Linked DNA regions of Pan troglodytes: region 1 is linked to region 2. The links are chromatin contacts, called in public Hi-C maps. All regions are on one chromosome and are shown on one strand. Each heading gives the region's core, a stretch centred on a gene start, on an enhancer-like site or on the middle of the called end of the contact. The rest is flanking DNA. Distances are from core to core; before and after follow the strand shown. Region 1 overlaps ACOXL (acyl-CoA oxidase like). Region 2 overlaps LOC134807861 (a long non-coding RNA gene).

Evidence for each region. A called contact is a pair of places that touch in the nucleus more often than the background predicts.
Region 1: a Hi-C map of blood shows a contact between it and region 2, with 7 times the contacts expected there. The contact joins two enhancer-like sites. A contact is called at or near these places in 2 of 7 Hi-C or Micro-C datasets (blood and stem cell-derived neural progenitor cells) and 1 of 1 other capture datasets (stem cell-derived neural stem cells).

Annotation. Positions count from the first base shown.
Region 1 is chr12:12,403,800-12,409,204 of NHGRI_mPanTro3-v2.0_pri, forward strand. All of the region lies in intron 9 of ACOXL (acyl-CoA oxidase like), which reads right to left. Among named protein-coding and RNA genes, the nearest start is that of ACOXL, 88 kb to the right of the region's middle. Within about 2 kb of position 2,637, at least 1 of the 24 cell types and tissues checked has an H3K27ac peak or open chromatin away from gene starts, as enhancers often do.
Region 2 is chr12:11,772,677-11,778,051 of NHGRI_mPanTro3-v2.0_pri, forward strand. The region is part of intron 1 of LOC134807861 (a long non-coding RNA gene); the gene reads left to right. Among named protein-coding and RNA genes, the nearest start is that of BCL2L11, 330 kb to the right of the region's middle. Within about 2 kb of position 2,970, at least 7 of the 24 cell types and tissues checked have an H3K27ac peak or open chromatin away from gene starts, as enhancers often do.

The DNA of each region.
Region 1 (5,405 bases), core at 1,387-3,886, 630 kb after region 2:
TGCACCCAGCCAGGTGAATCTTAAATGTATATTACTAAGTGAAAGAAGCCAGTCTGAAAAGGCTACCTGCTGTATGATGCTATTTATATGACATTCTCAAAAAGGCAAAAACTATAGAGATGGTGAACAGATCGGGGTGGCCGAAGGTATGGGGAGGGAGAAGGATTAAATAGACAAAGCACAGGGTATTATTTGGGGGTGGTGAAGCTACTCTCTATGATACTTTAATGGGAGATACACGAAACTACACATTTGTCAAAACCCACAGAGCTTTACAGCACAGAGAGTAAAATCTAAGGTATGTAACTTTAAAAAACATTTAAACATTGAGGGGCTCTCAGAATGGAATGTAGACTGTGATAAAAGAACATAACTGTATGACATATGTATTAAACAACCTCACTGAAGGGAGTAAGAAATAAAGGTGCTGAACTAAGTAACTCTGGAGCCGAATGTGGTAAGACTAAAGGCAAAGTGAACTGTACATCAGCACTGTACTCTAGATGATAAAGTTGTTTGCATGGAATATGAGTTAAAAATACAGAAACCGGCATACGTGAATGCTGGAACTGAATAATTAAGTAAACATATGGCAGATGGTGGCAACCATATTTCTCACTGTTGGAGTAGGCTACAGACAAGCAAGGAGAAAGGCTAGAAGACCCTATTGTAAAGGGATCAGAGTTGAGACATGAGTGTGAACTCATGTTTAGCTTAACATAGATACAAATGAATACATATTATAGATATGTTATATACAGAGGTTGCTTTACACACATATATTTCCTTGGCTTATCAACTGGAAGGGCCTAGAAGTAACAACATCCCAGCCACGAAGGAAACACCTAGCACCCTAATCTTGGTTTCTCAAAACATTCTTTAATAAAAGGAACCAGGGAAAGGTTCCTTTTATTAAAAGGGCCTAGGGCAGACAAAATACAAGATGAGCCTGGGGCATCTTGTATGCAGCCACATGTATACATGCACATACACACACGCACGCACACACACACACACACACTCACATGCACACACACACACACACACAATGATAGAAGAATGTCAAAGGGTAACAGAGCCAATTGAAAGAGCTTCCAAAAGCCAAAGCTGAAACAATTTGAGCAACAAAAGAAAGTAGTATTAGATTATAACCCAAAGTATAAATTAAATATCCATGAGTACATACTTACATAAAGAAGTAATTGGATAAATAAGTAAATGAGGGAGAAAAGACAAATTTCCCATGCAAAAGAATTCCAAATGATTTCTGCAGATACTCCACCCTTGAGGAGGTGGAACATAACTCCTCACATCTTCAGTGTGGGCTGATCGTATGAAAAGGGGGAAAAAGAGTAACTTTAGAGTACAGAAACTTGACAAGTTCGACTTTGGACACTTTAAGTCAGCAATTACTTGACCTGGGACAGGTGAAGAGATGGACAGGGCACCTGCTCAGCCCCAAAGGTCTCAGTGATGGTCCCTCTTAGCTTCAAAGGTGTCAAATTCTGAGCCACACACAGAGAAGGGTTCTCCCTCCACCCAGGTGGGAGGCAGCTCTGGGCCCCGCTGCATATAGGGGTCCAGCTCTTCTTTGGAGCTCAGACCAGCCTGTTTGGGGCTGCGTCTTCAAGACTTCGACCTTCTGATCTGCTGGCACCTTCATTAATGAATAGAAACTAGCAGAAATATGTTTAAAAAAAAAAAAGAGAGAGAGAGAAAGTATTTTGAATGGCTCCTCAAAAGAGAGCTTATCCTTGTTTATACCCCTTCACCATCCAGGAAAGAATGACATCAAACTGAGGAAGGGCAGGGCCTCCCCTGCCACACGACCATGGAACCAGGGGCTTTGAGAGCCCAGCTTTAGTGGATTGTGCTTGAGGTCAAAGTTTGGGTAGAACTTATGAGGTACGACAGCCGTTCTTGCCATAGAGTTTTCCATACAGATGCCTCATATTTGCTGGGACAGGAGATCCAAAGGTGAATCATACATGTTATTCACTGGAAGGTCCAAACCACACTCTGGGTATCCAACAACAGCAGGAGGAAGGACATATTCCCAATCACAGTCTCCCTCCCTACACCTTCTCCCACCCTCACCTCCCGAGCTTTTTTGATTAGAGTTTTCCCTGAAGCTGTCACTTCACTGCCACATCCTGTCCTTCTGCAACCCAATTGGTGAATTTCCAAATCTGGGCCAACCTAACCATCTAATTTCCTACCTCTGTCCCCCGGTACAAACCACATCTTCACCTTGCCTGGCACTGCCACAAATACAAATTAGAACAAGGTACGCCACTCAAGACCAGAGGTATAACAGTCTCCACAAGCCTTCTTCTTCTGTCCTCTCTCCTCCTCAGTCTATCGCTCTCAGTGACTGTGGAGATTGAGCCTCTTCTTCCTAAGTGTCCAACCCCACCCCCACTCCCTCTCCCTCTCCTCAGACCTTGACCCTATCTCTGCATTCCTCAGAGAACAGAAGTCATCTGCTGGGGCACCCTCAACTTTCTTGCACCTGCTTGAAATTTCCTCTGTATCTCCTCCTCTCTTCAGACTTTCTGTCCCTCCTGTCTGTGAGGAAAAAATACTTGCTTTGGTTTCAGTGTCATTCTCCACCTATGTTTAATGTCACACCCTATGTGCCACCTGTGACCTTCTCTTCAGTTAACTTCCTCTCCCTAGCAGCATCGGTCTCTCCCTCTCACTTCCTCTTTCCCATCTGGGCTCAGACGTGCTCCTGTTGTTCCTCCCACTAAAACACTAGTCCTCAACCCCACAGCACTCAAACTCCTGTCCCACATAACCTCCCTTGTTACAGCACCAGGCACAGGCTATGGTCCCACATGGACCTGGGTTCAGATCTCAGATCTGCCTCTTACTGACTAGGGAATGTTGGGAAATAACCACGACCACACGGAAGTCTATGGAGGAGCCCCTGAGTGTCAGGCACGGCGCAAGGGACTTTACTTACAATGATATCAAGCTCACAGAATCCCATCAGCATCCTCAGGAGACAGGGATGTTGTATTTAGTTCAGAGAACAAGAAGCTGGGCCCTGGAGAGGTTAAGTAATTTGTACAAGTTCACATAGCCAAGTGGGGCAGAGGTGGAGCCAGGGAGAGCTGGCCTATATCAAACCAAAGCCCACATTCTATCCTCCACTGTCTCCTAGATGCCTAATGCTCTTATCCTCAGCCCCTTCTCTAGAGAATATCAGTGTTATTGGCTACCTTGTGAAGCTCCTATAAGAATTAAAGAAAATGATGTGCACAGAGCACTTAGCATAATGTCCAGCACTCAACAAATGAGGATTGTTCAAAAAAGGGGGATGATTTCTATAGGATTACCAACCACGCATTCCAACTTGAAATTCCCTCCTCTTCGCTTCCATGAAGCTATGATCTCCTAGTTGTCCTCCTGCCTCTCCAACCCACCTCTTGCATTCCCCATAATCCTCTTGGGCTCAGCCTTTAAATGTAGGCTTTGTCCAGAGTCCCTCATAGCTCCCTGTTCCTGCACAATGTCACCTTCTCCCCCAACTTCGGTCAGTGCCTCCCAGAGCCTCCACCCTGCCTGACACCTCAGCAAACCCGCGCTTCCTTCCCTAAACCTGTTCCTCCTCTGCGTTCTCCATGTTTAACGAACCATGAGTAAATCTCATTGCTTCTTCCTTAGAAGCCTCCAGTAGCCCCCTATTGCCAACAGAATAAACTGCAGAATCTTTAGCAAGGCAACCAAATCCCTTCATTATCTGGTCCAAACCATCTTCCCAGCTGCTTTCAACTGCACCAATCTATTGGACATTTGCTATTATGCCTCTCCTCCCCAAAGTCTCTTTCCCAGCTAAACACCCACACATGCTCCAGCAATTCTTAGCATGGCATCATGTCAAAACCCTTGACTGTCCTGGAGATCATCTCCAGACTGGCTTCATTTGCCTGGGTGTCTCTTTTAAAATGAAGCCCAGAAACAGACAGTACCTTAGGTGCTGAATAGAACTATGCTCTCCAGTGTTCTGAAAATTACTTCTCAGAATGCAGCCTGTCCTCTTTGTGCCTGCCCAACAGGCCAATTCTAGCTTCAGCATCGCAGCCAGGTCAGCTTTGGCTGACCACGAGCTTCCATGTGCTCCCAGGGTGCTGACATCAGCACCTGAAATCATTTCAGGTTTACGCTCTGCTTTTCCAATAGGACTGAAAACCCCTCAAGGGAAGGAATTTCTATGTTCCACCCTCCAACGCTTAGATGTCTTTAGTCCAGCTGGAGTGAATAAACCAGAGGATTTGTAAGGTCATACGTAAAAATGGGGTCATGTCACACTTAACCTAAATCTCCCCCATCCCCCGCCTTTTTAAAATTCCACTTTAAAATGGAGCATAGGCATAGAGTATATATATACATACATATATATACACATGTATACACATACATATATACCTACATATACATATATATACACACATACACACACACATATATATATACACACATACACACACACACACATATATATATATGTTTTTTTTTTTGAGACAGAGTCTCACTCTGTCACCCAGGCTGGAGTGCAGTGGTGTGATCTCGGCTCACTGCAACCTCTGCCTCCCGGGTTCAAGTGATTCTCCTGCCTCAGCCTCCCGAATAGCTGGGACTATAGACGCATGCCATACCACACCAGGCTAATTTTTGTATTTTTAGTAGAGATGGGGTTTCATGTTGACCAGGCTGGTCTCAAACTCCTCACCTCAGGTGATCCCCCCGACTTGACCTCCCAAAGTGCTGGGATTACAGGCATGACCCACTGCACCCGGCCAAGTATATTTTTTGTAGTCAGCACCTCTAGTGATTTGATGCTCGGAATTATCTTGCAACATTGACAAACATATCCTCTAAATTAAGGAGGCATTTTATGGCAGTAAAAGGTATAATTTGGCTGATGAGATCAGTCCTTAAAAAAAAAAAAAAAAGTCAGGAGCATGGATTGAAACAAAACTTGGACGAGACGGCAAATAGAAGAAAGGGAACGCGCCACAGTGAGCCAGCCCTTAGCGCCTTACACCATCAGCTATTTATTCAAGCATGAAAACTGGGACATCATTCTCACAACACTAATTAGACAAAGAAATGAGATATGCAAATATTTTTTAAAACTTGATTCTGCAACACTCTTGCCAGATAAAAGTTAATTTAAAAAAACACAACTCATCAGGCTGACTCTGGAGCTAATGCCCATCACCCTAACTACCTGACCTAGGATATCCCTGGAGAAAAATCAAGCACAAGATGCAGGCTGCCCCATGACCCTAGAGACAGCTCAAATCCTTGGAATCTCTCATGGGCTAGGTTGGCCCAAAGATCAGAGGAAGCACAGTTACCCAAGCAAGAAGCACAGAAGTTTCAAGAAACTGAAG
Region 2 (5,375 bases), core at 1,720-4,219:
CGGGCTGCTTTCAAGAGAAAATGTGGCCATCAAGGTCAACACTGGAAGCCCTGTGGCCACTCATTCATTCCGTCTCATTGGCCCTGAGCCTTTCGAAAAGTAGGCAGAGAAGAAGCCCAAAGAACAACATGGCCGGCAGGTTAAGGAAGAAAAGCAGAGTTCACAGACATCACTAACAATTTCGTAATGACCTCATGACTTCGCTGGAAGGATTCCAGTGGAGGCGTCACCAGCCCTTTGTCCACCTCTTAGGCTGAGAACCTCAAAGGTTGCCCACACCTTGACCACATACTTTCTTCCTTTTCTTACACAATCAAGCTCTGCACCAAACATTAGGGGGACATTTGCATTTTCATGATATTCATGCGTATTTCTAGCAAAATACAAATTCTTACTGATAAGATGTTGACTTGTACAGTGTAGCAAGGAATACTGTCATACAGTTGTGCCGAAAACAAGCCCATTTACTTATTTTTTTAAAAATTAATTATATATAATTCTTATAACAAATTCCATTTATTTCCTCTTGATCTCTGTCATCAGAGACATTTGAAGGTCTGAGGTGGGTTCAATTAAAGGACATAATGCACTTGACAAGTTGTTGTATGTGTGCATTGTGAATAGGCCTTAACAGTGCATTCATTTGTTTTATTTTCTCCCATTTATACAGACTTTTGTTCTGCTCTTAGATAAAATACTAATAAACAGGAAGTTGAAAAAAAAAATGTGGTGCAATTGTTCTGAATGTTGTTTTTCTTGCAAGGCTTTATGGGCCACACCACACCATCCTATTCAAAGCAGTCCCTGTAGGTGGTGGTGTTAATAAAGAAATGAGGCTGCCCAGGGCCGCCTGCCTGAGCCTCTCTGCAGCTGCTCACCTCCTGCTGAGGCCTCTGCCTTCAGAGCTAGTGGGGCCTGCTCACACATTCCAGTAGTTTCCTCTTTATTTGTCCTGAAGCAAGTTGTAGAATTTAAAGGAGGTGAAGTAAGGCGATTTCTATGGAAAATATATTTTTCTTCTTTACTCCTCATGCTGAGTGCATAAGAATTTATTATTTCCCCTGAATGTTCAAAGTGGTGTGTGTGTGTGTGTAAAAGAACCAGGAGCAAACAATCTTAATAGGAATGTGCGATCTTGTGTTTATCTTTAGCACACTTAATTAGCTACAACCCGGGACTGTTGCCATTTGAACAAGTTGTTAAGAAAATCTGCCATGTTTTGCTCTTTTTTAAAAGGAATGACTTTAATAACCATAGCAACACTTACTCAGTTTTGTGATCCACTCCAAGATTATGGGAGCAAGAACAGATACTCCTGAAAGCAACCCTCACCTCCTCCCCCGCCCCCTGCCCTCAGCAAGTCCTGGCCTGTGTGAACTGAAGGGTTTTGAAGCTCTGGTTTCTAGGAGTGCCCAGAAGCTAGAAAGACTAGGGTGTACTAGTTATTGAGGGGTAGTTGTCAGTGGCAGTGTGGGGGCACCCCAGTTGTTATTCGAGGCACTGCGTTGCTTTTTTGTCTCCTCTGTAAGCATCCTGCCTCTGTGTCAGGGCTCGCAGAACTAGGCCTGGAGTTATGCCCCCTACCCAACCAAGGCTTTGCCTTTTGCCCCCCACTATGGTGCCACCTACTTGGGTTTCCCACAGTTGGTAGTGCCAGGCAGGAAGCAGGAGTGCAGGTTGCAGGAAGGGAGAGCAGAGGAAACAGAAGTTGCTTAGGAGGGAGTTGGGCAGGCTCTGTCCCCAGCAGATCCAAGGGTCCCTGACAAAGAGAACACCTCACCTCCGCCCCTCCCCAGAGGCACACAGAATGCCCCCTCCCACCACCTCCAGGCTGTTAATTCACACCCACCCAGGCTGCCCCCAGGCTCCCCAGACCTGTGCCAGTCAAGCCTGGCCTGTGGCTGTGACACCTGCATTACCCCAGACGGTTGCCTGACCTAGGCCTGTCCTTCTATCTGCTTTGTTTTTATGTTGATTACTAGGTGAAGCACAGTGTTAAAAACGGGAAGAAAAGGCTAGGAATGCAGTTATGGGAGTGTGAGGCTGGGTTGGAATAGGTGGGAGAAAGTCCAGGGCTGAGTGTGTGGACCCTGCTCCAGGGATCTGACCGGCTCAAGCTCCCAGGCCATTAAACAAAGTTGTTAATGTCAAAAAAAAAAGGGAGAGAGTAAACAAATCTCTCCTCTGTTATTCTGCACCTGGAGAAAAGTAAACCCCTTGGGCATAATAGGCTGTCACCAATTAGACATCCAGGAAAGGCTTTTCTGGGTTTAGCCCTTTTGGGGAAGCATGGGGGTAGATGTAAGTGTGTGAACCTTCACCCAAGTTCTGGAGAAGGATTCCGGAGTGAAAGAGGTTTCCATGCTGAGTCTTGCGTTTAAGGGACCTTCCATGGCATAGCTGCAAAGAAACCTGAATTGCCCAGGATTAACCACCTTTCCTTTAGACGGTGAGCAGTGCGTTTCATGAACACATGACACATTTTAGGGTTGTCTATGGAGGTATCGGCACTCTCATTACTATTTTTAACATTTTATTCTCTGTTCAGGGTTAAGAACTTCACCCACCTAAGTCAGCTCCTGATACAACATGGAATATTCCAGCAATGAAATGTGAACTTAAGATATTTGGATTAAAACCCCAAAGTTGAGTCAGGTTTAAATATTCTGCAAGAAGCAGTGAGCTCCTTTTGTCTATTTGGGCACAGTTTTCGTGAATTATTTAGGCTTTTCTTAGATGCCTGAGCTCCGTGGTTAGACAGCAGATAAGTTATTTTTCCCTTTAATGCTGAGGCATTTTCACTGATTTCAGTCTTACTCATTAGAAAATTCTGTGCTCACCCACAGCTGCCAGGGTTTCTAGAACACAACACCCTACCTTCTCCTGTAGACATTTTAGTCCGTCCTTGCTCCTGCACTGTGGCTTTCACAGTCAAATGTGAGTTGACCAGCCGTCATTTGTGAGCTGTGAGCGGTATTTTTGGAACTTGCCCACCCCCATTCCCCCAGAGTCCTGTGGAGGTCATGCTCATGGGTTCTGCCACCGGGACAGGAAAGTTTGGACATTACTACCAAAAAAATGCAACGTGACTAAGCACCGTTTAAAATAGCCTTTCTTATTCTCTTGTAAAATTGCAGGGATTTCCATGACAGATGTCGTTTTAGTCATTTTAAAACTTCAGCGCGCTGAGCCTCATCAGCATATTTTTATTTTTGACATTTCATATTTTAGAGTGGATTGAAAACTAATTTGATCCGTTTCAATTTGGAACATCCCTCAAGGTCATTTTTACCAGCATTTAGGCCAGTGTTGATCTTGCTTTCATTTTAAACATAGTTATTTTCTCTCTGTGAAGTGATTACTCCTTGCTTGGTGTGTGGTCTGGTGGCTTGTTAATTTCAAAATTCTACGATGCAAGCGGGTTTGGACGTGGAGCCTGGCCCGGTGTGGCCAGGCTGTGGCTTTGCCCATCGCAACGGCTGCCTTTGCCTCAAATGGCTCGAGGCTGGCACCTGGTCAATATTTGCTTTTGTCCAAAAGAAGGAAACAGTAGAGGACTTGGGTGGTGTAATTTTAGAACTTCAGTGTTGGGTTGTTGGCTTGAAAGATCCATTCTCTTCTATAAATACAGATATTTATATTTACTCCTCCAACCTTTCCCTCCACACAGTTAAGAAACCCTACAATTAATTATGCCAAATCAAGATTTGCTTTTCTACATGATTTTTTCCCTTTTCCCTAGGAAGTCTGTAATGAATTTTCTTCTTTATTGTAATATTTTATGTTTTTATATACACTTGTATATTCTTATAGCATATATATGTACATATGCAAACTTTCTGAGGCTTCTAAAAAAGAGAAATAATATTGGTTGATTAACCTCAATTTCTTTTCAATATCAAATGTGTAACAATAACCCCAAAAGGAGAGGTTTCAGAAATTAAAACAAGTTGACATTTGCCCACTTCTGAATTAAAATGCAGCATTTGACTTTTGTACTGTTGTGGCTGTCAAGCCTTAGTTTTTTCACACTATCAGGTATTTTCAGATCAAAGGTAAATATGATTTAGAATTATATTTCAAATTAGAACTGTCATATGCCCACACATACATTTTGCTGATATACTTACAAACTGGTAAACAATGCTCTTTAATCAACAATTCATAATCTGGGTCAGCAATTTTTATCTCCATATTTGCTCATACTGTATGACATCAATATTTTATATTGGCTTGCCCATAACTTAATATTTTATAAAAGCCTACCTATGAAATTCATATTTCATATTTGCTTGGCTATGAAATTAATTTTTGTGATGCTGCAGTTCAGCTTGTAGCATACAAATTGAGGAAATTAGCAAGCTGCATGCAGTTCCTTGCTGTACAAAAACAAATGACACATGGTGTCTTTATCACTTGTTTTGTATTTACAGATAAATTTTAAAAATAAAACTTGCCATTTCTGTTAACATGGAAAACTCCCCACCCCACTCCCATTCTTGTTGACTCTTTTTTATTTTTAAACAACAAATACATAATCAACTTCAGTCATCTCATTTTCAGGGGAATTACTCATTGTATTTTCTACTTACAGTCACCGGGGCTGATGTTGGGATCTGTGATCAGTTTCCTGTTGTTACGCATAGCTTTTCTCAGTGGTGAGAGAGACATCATGTACAGAGTACACACGGAGGGTTGAGATAGCAGCCTGGTTTATCTTACTTCTGATATGACTTTTAAAATATTGATTTTAAAAGTGTGTCTTTGAGTGTACCAAAATAGTATGTCCCTGATGCTTCTCACTGGATGCAATCCCTGCTCAAATGCTTTCTATGCAATTAGATTTTGGGGCTCAGCTTCCATTTTTTAAATCTGTGAAAGCATTGCTCATGCCAACGGCCCTGGAGAGGGCCACTCTGTTTTAGTGCCATTTACATGTATCAGGACAGGACAGAAAAGGGACAGCATATTACAAACAAAATAAAACTGTAATCTTGTTCAATCCTTGTCATGCTGAGGATGTTTGTAAACATAAAAAAAATTGTATGGATTCCACTTACATGAGATAACTGGAGGGGTTAGATTCATAGAGAAAGAAATTAGAGTAGTGGTTACTAGTGGCTGGAGGCAAGGGGGAATGAAGAGTTATTGTTTAATGGGAACAGAGTTTCTGTTTGGGAAGATGAAAAAGCTCTGGAGATGGATGGTGGTGATAGCTACACCACAGTGAGTGTACTTAATACCACTGAAGAGTACACTTAAAAAATGGTTAAAATAGTAAATTTTATGCTATGCCTATTTTAGCACAATAAAAGAATACACATTCATGGAAACAGGGCTTTTAAATCATTATGCGTAATAAAGTGAGAAGCTAG